2 separate regions of the Mus musculus genome follow, and region 2 is linked to region 1. The links are chromatin contacts, called in public HiChIP or PLAC-seq maps. All regions are on one chromosome and are shown on one strand. Each heading gives the region's core, a stretch centred on a gene start, on an enhancer-like site or on the middle of the called end of the contact. The rest is flanking DNA. Distances are from core to core; before and after follow the strand shown.

What was found. HiChIP or PLAC-seq counts read pairs in DNA pulled down with a chosen protein or histone mark.
Region 2: a contact with region 1 is called in an H3K27ac HiChIP or PLAC-seq map of extraembryonic endoderm stem cells, with 3 times the contacts expected there. The contact joins the enhancer-like site here to the promoter of Klhl23 in region 1. A contact is called at or near these places in 1 of 39 promoter capture datasets (neural stem cells), 1 of 484 Hi-C or Micro-C datasets (the Ba/F3 cell line), 6 of 115 datasets of contacts at active chromatin or transcription factors (bone marrow-derived macrophages, embryonic stem cells and extraembryonic endoderm stem cells) and 3 of 9 other capture datasets (adipose tissue, liver and pancreatic islet).

The regions. Positions count from the first base shown.
Region 1 is chr2:69,820,059-69,826,925 of GRCm38.p6, reverse strand. It overlaps Klhl23 (kelch-like 23), which reads right to left and starts at 4,556. Exons shown (of 4, transcript NM_177784.4): 1 at 4,284-4,556; 2 at 1,926-3,139. The coding sequence starts at 3,138.
Region 2 is chr2:69,624,715-69,631,408 of GRCm38.p6, reverse strand. No RefSeq gene overlaps it. Among named protein-coding and RNA genes, the nearest start is that of Bbs5, 19 kb to the left of the region's middle. Within about 2 kb of position 2,023, at least 17 of the 459 cell types and tissues checked have an H3K27ac peak or open chromatin away from gene starts, as enhancers often do. A contact at or near this core is called in extraembryonic endoderm stem cells, where this site is marked.

The DNA.
Region 1 (6,867 bases), core at 3,307-5,806:
TTCTATGGGGAAGGAGTCAGAGCACTCAGGACCAGCCTCTGAATCAGGAAGCCATGGTCAGGTTCAGGCAAAGCCAAAACCTAGACAGCAACAGGCTCTCTGCTACCTTCTCCCACCCTCTCACCCAACCACATACTCAGCGGCTCCCTGAGTCCCACACTTGGCTCTGGTGTTATAAGCACACAGCCCTTTAGTCTTCACAAGACCCCCAGCTATCAAAAGCTGGAATTAAAAAACAAAACAAAACAAAACAAAAGCCTGGGCAGAGGGCTTGAATCATTTGCCCAAGTTTGGCAGAGAAAGTCAGAGCTGAGACCCAGGCAGCTTGGCTGCAGAGCATTGTGTGACTGTAAGACCATCTGCCGCTAAGCTTCCGGCTTCTCTGTCATCCAAGGCTCACTGCAGGTCAGATCTCCAGTCCAGGTCACATTCCCACACCCTCACTAGTGTTAAAAAAGAAACAGAAAGGCCTGGGAAGAAACATTTGGGACAAAATGACACCACTTTGATAAAAACTTACCAGCTGTTTTTTTGGTTTTTTAAATGAACCCCCAAGCACTGAAGCTTAAGTGCAGTAAAAGAAGATCCTAGTTGATTTTTTTTTTTCCAGCTGAAGGGAAGAAGGGCAAGGCTAGATAATCTCAACAAATGCACTGTTTATGCAGCAAACACTGAGACTCACTATGCTTGGCTCTGTGGGCCACAGGCAGCAAGACGACGACCCCGTCTCTGCCCTTGATTTTGAGAGAAGCCCGCATCACCAAAGCACAGGCAGATTATGTCTCTAGTTCTGGGGAGAATCAGCGTTATATTCCGAAGGGACTAGCCGTCCAAAGTCTTAGTAAGAGGCCTCATAGCGCTGATCAGTGTATTCTGCAAGCGGGAAAAGCTGGATATGAAAAGGCACACGGAAGCCAAGTGTGGGGGTGCACACCTTTAATTTCAGCACTCAGGAAGCAGACACAGGCAGAGCTCTCTGAATTTGAGGCCAGCTTGGTCTACATAGCAAGTTCCAGGACAGCATGGCTACATAGTGAGATCTCAAAACAAAAAAAACAAAAACAAAAACAAAAAGAACAACAACAACAACAACAAAAATTCAAACAAAACAACAGAAACAAATCAAAGTTGAAAAGGTTTTTAGAGCAAATGTTTAAAACAAAACCATAAATTAACAAAACTAACCAGGCCAATCTCTAAGGCAGGTATACATTAAGACTTGAGGTAAGATAAAGAAGGCTGTATAGGGGAGAGTGAATTATACTATTTCCTTACACAAATTAGCTTTCTGTTCTAACTTGAACAGTATTCTTTTTTTTTTATTAGATATTTTCTTCATTTACATTTCAAATGTTATCCTAAAAGTCCCCTATACCCTCCCTCCACCCTGCTCCTCAACCCACCCACTCCCGCTTCCTGGCCCTGGCATTCCCCTATACTGGGGCATATGATCTTTGCAAGACCAAGGGCCTCTACTCCCCGGTATTCTTTTTAAAAATATTAAAACACTTTATTCCATTTAGTTAACAAATTTTAAAGATGGAGTCTTACATAGCCCAGGCTGGCCTTGAACTACCTATGTAGCCAAGAATGACCTCAAACTTCTGACTGTCATAATCATGGGCGTGAGCCACAAGCCCAGTTCATATGGTGCTGGTGAAGGAACACAGCTTAGGTGTGGAAGCCATGCACTCTACTGACTGAGTGTTTTGTAGAACTTGCTTTAACGTCCAGACAGGTTGGGTTCTGTACTGTTTCTAGGAGAATCACCCTGGGCTGAATCACTCATCTAATCTACTGTAGATCCTCAAGAATATTTCAGTATGAAACATTCTTCCTAAAGAATTACTTCTCAAAGAGCGAAGAAGATTGCCAACCTAAGCTCAGGCATGTAAAAATGCAGGACAAGTAAAAGCTACACTCACCTTTAATCATGTTTGCGATAGGAAGCCACTTCTCTTTCAGAGGATCATAGAACTCGGCCTCTTCGGCAGGAGCCCCTTTCCTGTAACCACCTAGTGCGTAGACACAGCCCCCCAAGGTGACTGCACAGTGGTAATACCTGGCATTGAGCATGGGCAGGCCTTCTGTCCACTCATCTCCCTCACTGTTATAGATCCACACTGTGTCAAGAGCATCTATATTATCTGTCCTGTACCCGCCAGTCACATAAATGTTAGGTCCTAAGCAGGTAACACCGTAACTCTCCCTGGTATAATCTGGTATTTCTGCTCCCTGAATCCAAACATTTGTCAAAGGGTCCCATATGTGGACCTCTGATAAAGGATGCCAGTAGTAGCCTCCAATGATATACATGGTGGCTGTGGACCTCTGGGAAATCTCTTTATGCATGGGATTCAAGGCATTGTATATTAGGGAACGTATCTTATTTTCAGTTAGCAGGCAGCTTCTTTGAAGGCCTAGAGCCGTCTTTAAGTACACTGGGTCTATGTCTATGTTGATATAGCTTAGCAGGTTGTAGATGCATTCGATTCGATTCTCTACATCGTGAGCAGTCCACTTAATGACCGGCTCTAAGATAGCCTCTTCCTTCCAGACACTCAGATTCTTTCTGGACAAGATAAAGAGAAACTTTTCAAGGCTGATTTCCAGAAATTCTTCTTGCTGCCAAACTTCCTTAAACCTGGAGCAGAGGATCCTGCGGGATTCCTTCTCTAGTTCTGAGCACACATGGAATTCTGCAAAAGAGTGCATCCCGATACAGTTATCAATGTCCAGGTGCCTGACCAGAAACTGCTCACACGCCTTCTTTACAGAAAGAAACTGCAGCAGATCCGCTGCTTCAAGAAGGCTCTGTACATTTCTCTTAGTAATTTCAATTTGAGAAGTATATGCATAATTTACAAGGCCTTCCAAAATATCATGGTGGATGCCCGACAGTTTTATTTTACTTTTAAATTTTTCTTTCATGTCAGCTGTGAACATTGCCTTAAAATAATTGCTGCAGGCAGCTAAAACAGCTCGGTGACAATGGAAGATTATGCCTGAAGGACACTGAAGGGTAATATCAGTAAATAGTCCATCCATGTAAAACGTTCTGAATGCATCCAGAAAATCCACTGGATGCGACGAATCCTTGAAATGAAAAATGTAATCTTCTTGTCCTTTTAGAGCCATGCTGCAAAAAATACAAACACGTTTTCAGCTTTGTGTATTAACTCTAATAATTAATGTTAAAAATTCCGATCACCAGACATGGATGGCATCAGGCATATTCCAAAACTAGACTAAAATCAGATGCCCAAACACCATATGCAAAATGCGCTGAACTATTTATACGATGGTCTATTTAAAATCAGATTAACTAAATGAGGATTTTTTTTTTCCAGTTATCCATTTGTTGAGAGATCCTAGCTTACTACCCCCAGCCACCCAGTATCTGCACTGTCCCAGTCTGGCAGTTCCTGAGAGTCCCCAGGCCAAGTGTCCGAGGGGGTCACCCCGCCGCAGCCCGGCCCCAATTCGCCGTTGTTGGTTCTCCCCCTCCCCCCTCGATTTCAATTCACACTGAGATGCCACCAAGATGGAGAGAATCTCAGAAAAGGGATCCCTGCGCTCTGCAGCTTGCTGACAGCACAAGAGCGGCCGGGCCCGAGCTAGCTTCTGCAGCCCGCGCTAGCGCCTGGGCCCGGCCGGCGTTCCCGCCGGGAGAGCGCCCCGCCCCGGGGCCCGGCGCGGGGGTTCGGCTCCCGGGCGTCGCGCGCCGCCGTTGGCCGATGCCCGCGGCCTCTGCCCGGCCGGGTGCGCAGGTGTGGACGGCCCCGCGGCACCCACGCGCCCGCCCTCGCCACTGGGCCCGCACCGCACGGCCATTGTCTGCGCCCCGGCGCGCGTGGGCTGGGGGTGGCGGGGCCTCGTCTCCCGCGCTGCCCGTTCGCCTCTCTGGCCGGCCCCGGGCCGCCGGGCTCCGACCTACCTCGCTGGCGGCGCGGAACGCAGACTCCGGACTAGCGGCCGGCGGGGGCGGGGGCGGGGGCGCCTCCCGACCCTCTGACCATCTTTGGTAGCGCGCGGCGGGGCGCGGCGGAGGCCGCCTGCTAGCGCAGCTCCAGCCCACGAGCCGCTCCGGCTTCGGTGGCCCGCGGCTTCCCGCCTCCGCCCGCAGCCCCCCGCAGCCCGGGCGCCGCAGCGTGGGCTCCCGCAGCAGGTGGGCCGCGTCCACGGTCAGCCCCGCTCCTCTCGCGCGCGCACGCCCATCGCACTGCCTGCTAGGAGAAAGCCGGAGTCCCCAGCCAACGCCGGAGGGGAGTGTGTACCCTTACCTTCTCTGTCCTCTTGCCGGCCCTGGCCCTTGGCGTGCGGGGAGAGAGAAAGTGCCGAGAGAAGAAGGCGAAACTACGGTCTTCTATTAGGGCTGCCTTCAAATGCCACAAGTAGCTGCTTTCCCATAAACTCCATGCTGCCTCCAGCAGAGCGCGCAGGAAGGAGCTTTGGGGCTGCTTAAGCACACTAGGAGTTAACCTGGAAGCTTCCAGGGAAAGTGGGGGTAGCCTAGGTCAAGGCTGAATCCAGGCACCTAAGATTCTCGAGTTACTGTTGTAGAACACAAGCAGCTAAAAGGGGCAAGCTCCAGCCTTCTGGTGATGTCCATTGTGCCACACCAGAAAGTCCACTTTCTTATTGCAACAAAAGCTAGTATCAAATGTTTTTAGCCGCAAGATTTTGAATAACTTCCGAGCACCTCATAAAGTCCGGGAAAAGGTAATTAGGTTTGAAAGATGGTCCATGGCTGTCAGGGAGCTTACTGGAAGGAGGTCGCGGCAAACCAGGACCGGAGAGCTAAGGTTGTTCTTAAAGTAGTGTTGAAAAGAAAAGAGTAAGTAGACAGATACGTAATGGCCATACCTTACATGATGGGAGAACGCTGAAACTCCTAAGCGCCGAAAGCCAAGCCACAACCTGTGTTGAAATTGCACCAGAACAACCAGGAAGCCAACTTGGGTTTCTACCCCCACTTCCTCTTCAGGACCAACCAGGGAAGTATAAATATGCCAAAAAACGATCACTCTGTTTGTAGCCCACCCCCGGCTTTCCCAGCCAATAGCCTCCAATCAGATATCTGGGGTAGCAGAGGTGGAGGCTACTACTCTCCCCTCCCCCTTGCTTTTTCCTCTTCTTTTTCTTCTATTTTTATCCACGCTTCTCATGTCCCTGCTTTGAGCCTCTGGGAAGGACGAGTGATGGTGATTGGCCTTCTTGCCAAGCAAGCTCTGAACAAGTAACATGCTTGTTCTTCTTTGAGTGGGTTTAATTTAATTCCACATCTTAGTGTTGATCCCGGGGGAGTGTTGTGTAGAACTTCACAACCCTCACCCCAGATTTCAGAAATCTTCATTCTGTCCAAGAGCACCAAGTGATTCTTAGAAAACAACCTAAAACAAACAAACAACCAACAAAAACAAAACAAACAAAAACATGATATGGTTTATATCTTAGAGTCTGGTCAACAATTTAATACCACAGCAAGAAAGCAAAAGAGTCTTCGATTGGGGGGCTAAAGTTTACTCTGCCACTTGCCACTTAACATACAGCCTAGAGCAAACTACTAGACACACACGCGTGCGCACACACACACACACACACACACACACAAGCACACACACACAGAAATAATTTTTAAAATGTATTGTGTGCATGTGTGTGTGATCGAAATCGCGCTTGCAACATGTGTGTCTGTAATGTGTGAAGAGCCTGCAGAGACCAGAAGAGCGATACCATTGGATCCCCTAGAACCAGAGTCACAATGACTGTAAGCTGCTATGTAAATTCTGGGGCCCAAATCCTGGTCCTTTGCAATTGCAACAAGTGCTCTGAGCCTCTGAACCACCTCTCCAACATACAGAAAGAAGTCGTAAGAAAATATATATTGTAGGCTCTATACTAACTTATAGAATCTCAAAAATATGATCAATATATGCATAATATATATGTATATGGGGTAGAAACATACGTATAACAGTATATGATCAATGACTCTTGATAGAGAGGTTCACTGTATTGTCATTTGTGCAGACTTTTTTCAGATTATTATAGGAACCAATTAGAACTTTTGCTTCCAAGCTGTTGGTGCTGTCACAATCCTCTAATCTTAGCAGAGTAGGCTGAGGCAGGAAGATCCCGAGTTTGAGACTGCCCCACTGAAAATGGTAAGGCCCTGTCGCAAAACAAAATATTTGCTTATAGTGATTCCTAGTTCTGCTTAAAAACATGTTTCCTGAGGCTAGGGATAAAGACCAATGGCTAAGGTGCTTACCTCACAAACATGAGGACATGAGTTGAGCTCCCACAATGCACATAAAAAGCAGGGTGACATGTGCTTGTAATCCCACACTCAGAATGCAGAAAAAAAAATGGATCCCCAGGGCTTACTGACAAGCCAGTCTGACCCAGTCCATCAGCTATAGCCCCAGGGAGAGACACTGGTTCAAAACCAGGATAGGCAGTTCCTAAGGAGCAGCAACAGAGGCTGGCCTCTGGCCTCTATGCACAAGCACACCATGTGTTAGTCAGCCTCCCCTTGCCAAGGCAAGCACAGACCCTGGGGCACACTGCAAGGGTAGTTGTTTTTCACCCAGTGCCTTATCAAAGAGACCTCAGGTTCATTTTCCAGCAGGGAAAAAAAAGCCACACCAAACAAAACCCAAAGAGATCACTGCAAAAGTGAGTGGATCTGACACTTTCCAGACTCACGAGATGAACACATAAAACAAATAATGACAGAAAACAGACCAGCCAGGATTCCAAGCCTTAATAGAATAAAGGACCAACCAGAGATGAGACTCGATGATTCTGAGCTTGGCGTAGAGTAGACAGTGTCACCTTTCGAAGGAATCCTGGTTCCTAAAC
Region 2 (6,694 bases), core at 774-3,273, 190 kb after region 1:
CAAATCCTGCCACCACAGGACACACTTCCTCCAGCAAGGCCACACCCCCTAATCCTTCCCAAACAATTCCACCAACTGAGGACCAAATTTCCAAACGTTTGAGTTGACGGAGGCCACTCTTGTTTAAACCACCATAAGGCCTCATAACGTTACCCTGGGTGGCCTGGAACTCTATGTAGGCCAGGCAGGGCTCCAACTTTTGAAAATCCTGCTTCTGCATCCTAAGTGCTGAGACCCTAGGCATGTGCCACCATGTCTGGCCTGGCACTACACCTATTTTCGGAGCTTAATGTTCACTAGGTGACAGAATCTAGAATCCCGTTTTTCCACTTTCAGAAACTCAAGCTATTTGTTTACTTTTTAATCTTTACTCACTACCAACTTAAACTTCATCCGACCGGTTCCACCAGTTTCCAGCTTCTCTCTCTTCTGTTGTCCATGTACTCTCCATTTTTAGACCTGAGCCTTCCTTCTCCCTGAACTGCACTCCCCTTCCCCCCTCTCAGTAGAGCCACTAGTGCCATGGTTCTCAACTTCCCTAATACCATGGCCCTTTGATACAATCCCTCAGGCTGTGGTGGCCCTCAACCGTAAAATTATCTGCACTGCTACTTCACAACTGTAATTGTGCTTCTGTTATGAATAATAATGTAAACATATGATATATAAAGATACCTGACATGTGACCTCCCTCCAAGGGGTCTCGACCCATAGGTTGAGAACCCCTGCTCTGGAGAGAGACTGTGATAATTTCAGTTATGACGATGGACCTTAAGACAAGGTAGAGAGAGAGAGAGAAGGATGAAGTAAAACTAAATGAAAGAGAAGAGAGTAGAGGAGGGTGGTGAATCCATATATATGTGTGTGTATGTCCATGTACGTGTGTCTGTGTATATCCACATACACAGTACCCAGCTCATACTGGCCTTGAACTTCTGATCCTCCTGAGCCGTCCTCCCTAGGGATGGATTACACATGTGCCACCATACCCAGCCATATAAGCAGCATAGTCTCGCTCACTCATGTTTCTTTCTTTCCCCCTTTCTCCTCTTCTTCCCACCCCTCTGTTTTTGGTTAAAGACTTATTTTATCTTAATTGTGTGTGTGTGTGTGTGTGTGTGTGTGTGTGTGTGTGTGTGTGTGTTTTACCTGCATGTAAATGTGTGTCCCACACGCATGCAGTGCAGACAGAGACCAGAAGGAGTCAGCTCTCCTGGAATTGGAGTTCCAGACCGGTGTGAGCTACTGTGTAGGTGGTAAGAATTGTACCCATGTTCTCTGGAAGAACAGCCAGTGCTCTTAACCTCTAAGCCGCTGTTCTGTTCTGTTTTGGAGATAGGATCTTGCTAGGGAACCCTGGCTGGTCTGGATCTCACCGTACAGCCGAGACCTGAAGCTTGAACCCAATCCTCTCCCTCAGCTTCCCAAGTGCTTTGACTTCAGGAGTTTCTGGGCTTCCAGTGGATGGAAGTAGACACAGCTGCAGCGATTGGTAGAGGTGATTGATTTTAGGACAGAAAATCGAAGTGGAATTATATTCCCCAAATATCCTATTGTGGGCTCTTTTTAGCCTTAAAATCGTGCTAAGGTTCGTGTTCAGAACAGGTAATCACTGTTAAGGGCAGAGCTCCGCCCCTCTCTCCTAATAACAGCACGATGATGATCTCTGTCTACACAATGAGAGCCGATTGATATCTTTGGATTCCAGTGATAGCAACTTCAAAAGCTTCCAGTAAGTCTTGGGGTTCAGCTACCCTCCCACGACAGATTTAACTATCACCTTACTCCAAGATAGTTTAAAACAACACAAGAATAGCAATCGGAACAATAGCAGCTGTAACCAGAGCCAGTCTCTTGCAAAATCCCGATTCCAAGGCAAAGCTGTGCCAGCGTTGAACTTCCAAGTGACTGCCTGCGCCAGCCTCGCTCGCCTCTCTCGTTTCACAACGCAGGACTCTCCCACTAAAATCAATCACTCTTTGTCCCAGCTCGTGTTCTCCTAGGTACAGGAGTTAGACTAGTCCTGGACGGTTAATTAGCCATAAATCCATCTCTGAAACACAGAGCAGTGTAGCTTTCTTTGTACAGTCCCGATGTCCGTTCTGCATCAGCGCTTTTTAGATGAATTGAGCGGTGCTAATGCAGGCGTGTTTACTGCGCACCCCTCTCCCTGTATGCCGATCCCTGGCTGTCCACGGAGGGCTTCCAATGGATCAAACTTACAGTCTCCTGGCTAGGCCATGTTTACTCCAACAATGGAAACCCATGGTCCTGTGTTGCCCCAGAATGGGCTGCTGAGGGCCACATTGACGCAGAGGCCGGAACGAGTGGCTCTTGATCCTGTACTTTCCCAGTGACAGACACGGGGGCTCAGAAAACTTTTCTTTGTTCTTTTTCTTTCTTTCTCTTTTTCTTTTTCTTTTTAAAATCTTGATTGTCATCTCAGACTCATTATGAGTTCTCAGAGGGAATGTAATGTAATGTAGAAATTCGTTATTAAAAAGGGACATCTTGCCGGGCCTGGTGGCGCACGCCTTTAATCCCAGCACTCGAGAGGCAGAGGCAGGCAGATTTCTGAGTTTGAGGCCAGCTTGGTCTACAAAGTGAGCTCCAGGACAGCTAGGGCTATACAGAGAAACCCTGTCTTGAAAAACAAAACAAAACAAAACCCCAAAAAACAAACAAACAAACAAACAAAAAAGGGACATCTTGAAGGGCCAGGCATAGTGGCACATGACTTTTTCTTTTTTACACTCCATATTTTATCTCCACCTCAACCACCCCCCCCCCACATGCCTTTAATCCCCATGTGAGGTAGAGGCAGGTAAGTTTGAGACCTGCCTAGTCTACACAGTGAGTTCCAGGACAGCCAGGGCTATGTAGACAGACCTTGTGTCAAAATCAAATCAAATCAAATCAAATCAAACAGACAAACAAACAAACAAACAAGGGCATCTCGGGTGGTGTGTGCGTGTGCACATGTGCCTGTGTGTGTGCGCGCACGTGTGTATGATGTGCATGCTCAGTTGGTAGAGAGCTTGCCTAGCATGCATGAAGCCCTGGACTCCATTCCTAGCACTGAGTAAACTACATACACTCGGTGTGATGGTTGGTGGTGCCTGTAATCCCAGCACTCCAGAGATGGAGGCAGAAGCATCAGTGTAGTCGGGGGCTGCATAGCGGGCTTCAAGTCAATTTGGACTTCTTCTGGTTCTGACTCAGCAAGTTAATAAACAAACAAGCAAAAACAAATCATTGTAGGTAAGTGACCAAAGAATGGAAGGTGGTTTTCTTGTTTACACCAGTGGGGTTTTCCCGGTTGCCTGTAGCTTTCTCTCTTGCTAGCCATGCTTTTTGAATCAAGTTAGTAGGAGAAAAATGTCCTCCCCCTCAGTGTAGAAGACCAGCAGTGAGCTCTGGCCACCGGTTCGACTCCCACACACAGAATCCGACAGAGAAGCCTGCTCATGGTCAGGTGTGGTGGGGAGACAGAGACAGGCAGATCTCTGAGTTTCAAGGCCAGCCTGCTCTACAGAGTGAGTTTCAGGACACCCAGAGCTGTACAGAGAGAGCCTGTCTCAAAAAAACGTAAATAAGCAAACAGATGAAATAAATCAAAGGAGGGGAGAAGGCCAATCTTTTTCTTTGTCAGCGTCAGAAATTTTGTGTACCTGCCTCTCTGCCATCTAAAACAGGGAGTAATTTGGTCAGTTGATAACCACTGCTTGGTTGCATTGTCAGAGAAAAGTACGAGGTAAACATATTTGCAGCAACAGGCAAAGCATAGTGAGAGTTGGAGAGATGGCTAGGAGTGCTCAGTGCTTTATCAGAGAACCATGGTTCAGTTCCCAGCACCCACACAGATGCTCTCAACTGCTCTAATTCCAGCTCCGAGGAATTTTGATGCCCCCTGCTGGCATCTATCGACACTGCATGAATGAAGAAATACATACATACCAGCAAGACACTCATACCTGTAAAAGAAAAATAAATAAAATTAGAAGAAGAAGAAGAAGAAGAAGAAGAAGAAGAAGAGGAGGAGGAGGAAGAGGAGGAGGAGGAGGAGGAGGAGAAAAGAGAAAAAAGAAAAAAGAAAAAAAGAAAAAAGAAAAAAGAAAAAAGGAAGCCGGGTGTGGTGGTACACACCTTTAATCCCAGCACTTGGGAGGCAGAGGCAGGCGGATTTCTGAGTTCGAGGCCAGCCTGGTCTACAAAGTGAGCTCCAGGACAGCCAGGGCTATACAGAGAAACCCTGTCTTGAAAAACAAACAAACAAACAAACAAACAAACAAACAACGAAAAAAGGAAGCATATGAGCATTAACGAACTTGAAAGAAAATTCTGAGTTCCAACATGGGCTGCTTGCTGGTATCTCAGGAGATACTCAGCGTTTAACAAGATAAGCAGATGGAACATCTTGGATCATAAGTGAATCCAGGACTGTGTGGTGTGGCTCTGCTTGTTTCTATCACAAGTTCACAAGTGTATGCCAGTTTTATGCCCTTGTGATGTCACCAGGAATGCAGGTGAGGAGAGCTATGTTACCAGCAACAGCCCATGAAAACTGGAAGAGACCCCATGAACAGCTACAGAATAGTAGAATAGTCTTTGCTCCTTTTTTTTTTTTTTTTTTTTTTTTTTTTTGTGGTCTGTCAATGTGATACCCAGGAAAGGGAATTTTCAGGGGAGCCTCAGGGCAGTTAAAGATGACCACACTGAAGTCATCATCGTCTTCTTCTTCTTCTTCTTCTTCTTCTTCTTCTTCTTCTTCTTCTTCTTCTTCTTCTTCTTCTTCTTCTTCTTCTTCTTCTCCTGCTCCTCCTGCTCCTCCTGCTCCTCCTCCTCCTCCATTCATTTATTTATTATATGTAAGTTCACTGTAGCTGTCCTCACACACACCAGAAGAGGGCATTCGGTCTCATTACAGATGGTTGTGAGCCACCATGTGATTGCTGGGATTTGAACTCAGGATCTCCGGAAGTACTCTTAACCTCTGAACCATCTCTCCAGCCCTGAAGTTTGCTTCTGATCTGCCTGAAGACTTGGAAACTTAACTTTTGCTCCACAGACTGTCCCAGGCTAGCTTTCTCCCGGGAAAATGATGTATCTTCTTTCACAGTTTCTTCTATTTTAGTTACCACTGACATGTAGCAAATCACTGCAAAACTCAGTAGTTTCAAACAACTATTTTATTGTGCTTACGGATGTGTAAATTTCAGCATCCATAGGAAGACAGACTTGTCTCTGGCCTCCACCCCCCTTTATCTGATGGCCTCTCATGAGCCACAGTAGCTGGACAAGATTTGGGGTGAGGAAGGCAGAGTGACTCTTCAGAGGTGTCTTCACTCTGTGCTCGCCAGTGATGCTTGATCAGCCATAACCTTAGCTGGGACTGGGATTTCCTCACAGCACAGAAATGCACATGGCACTCACAGCCCCTTCCTGACTTAGCTGCAGAAGCCAACAGCATCACTTCTGCTACTTTCTATTGGTTGTTGAGTCAGAAGCCAGCTGAGACCAAAAGGGAAAGCCATAGTTCTCTCTCAGCTCCCTTCTCTCTCCTTTTTCTTCTTCCCTTTCTCTTTCTCAGACAGGGTTTTCCCATGTAGTCAAGGCCAGTTTTACACTCTCAATTCTACTAGCCCAGCCTCCCAGATTTGAGGGCTACAGGCATGTACCACCACACTTTATAGACTTGCAGGGTCACAAGTGATGCAGGCTAATGTGGAATTTACTCTGCAGCCTTGAACTCAGTTTCTGGATAGCTAGGATCGAATGTGTGTGCAAAGAGTCTTATCTTTATGTAACAGAGGAAAGAAATGAATATCTTGAAGACTAATGACTTGCCCACCAAGCCAAGGATAAGGGCCAAAAGAAGAGACCTGTAGCTCTTACTTAGTAAACTCAACCAAGTATTCTGTGGATGTTTTTAGATTGTTTGTCTGTTTAAGCAGATTGTGCATGGATAGAGCAAGAATGTCAACCATGCATCTACTTAACTAGAACTGTACAGCCCTGTCAGAGAGACGAGAGACACACAGAATGCCCCAGGATTGTTAAGGGGGGGGGGGGGGAGATCAGGAATTCAAGGCTATCCTGAGCTACACAAGAACTACAAATAAATAAACCAAAAACAAACAAACAATAAAAAACTCAAGCAAAACAAATAGTGCCTGTCGTAAGGGTGCAAGTCTTTAATTGCAGTGCTAGAGTCAGAAGCAGGCGAATCTCTGAGTTTGAGGCCCAGGACTTGTGGGAGTAGCCAACTGTACTGGCTGGTTTTGTGTGCCAACTTGACAAGGGCTGGAGTTATCACAGAGAAAGGAGTTTCAGTTGGGGAAGTGCCTTCATGAGATCCAGCTGTGGGGCATTTTCTTGGTGATCAAGGCGAGAGGGCTCATTGTGGGTGATGCCATCCCTGGGCTGGTAGTCTTGGGTTCTATAAGAGAGCAGGATGAGTAAGCCAGGGGAGGCTAGTAGGTAAGAAACATCCCTCCATGGCCTCTGCATCAGCTCCTGCTTTCTGACCTGTGTGAGTTCCAGTCCTGACTTCCTTTGGTGATGAACAGCAATGTGGAAGTGTAAGCTGAATAAATCCTTTCCTCCCCAACTTGCTTCTTGGTCATGATGTTTGTGCAGGAATAGAAACCCTGAACAACAAGTCTCTGATTTAACTTAAGGCCCTCTTAATGAG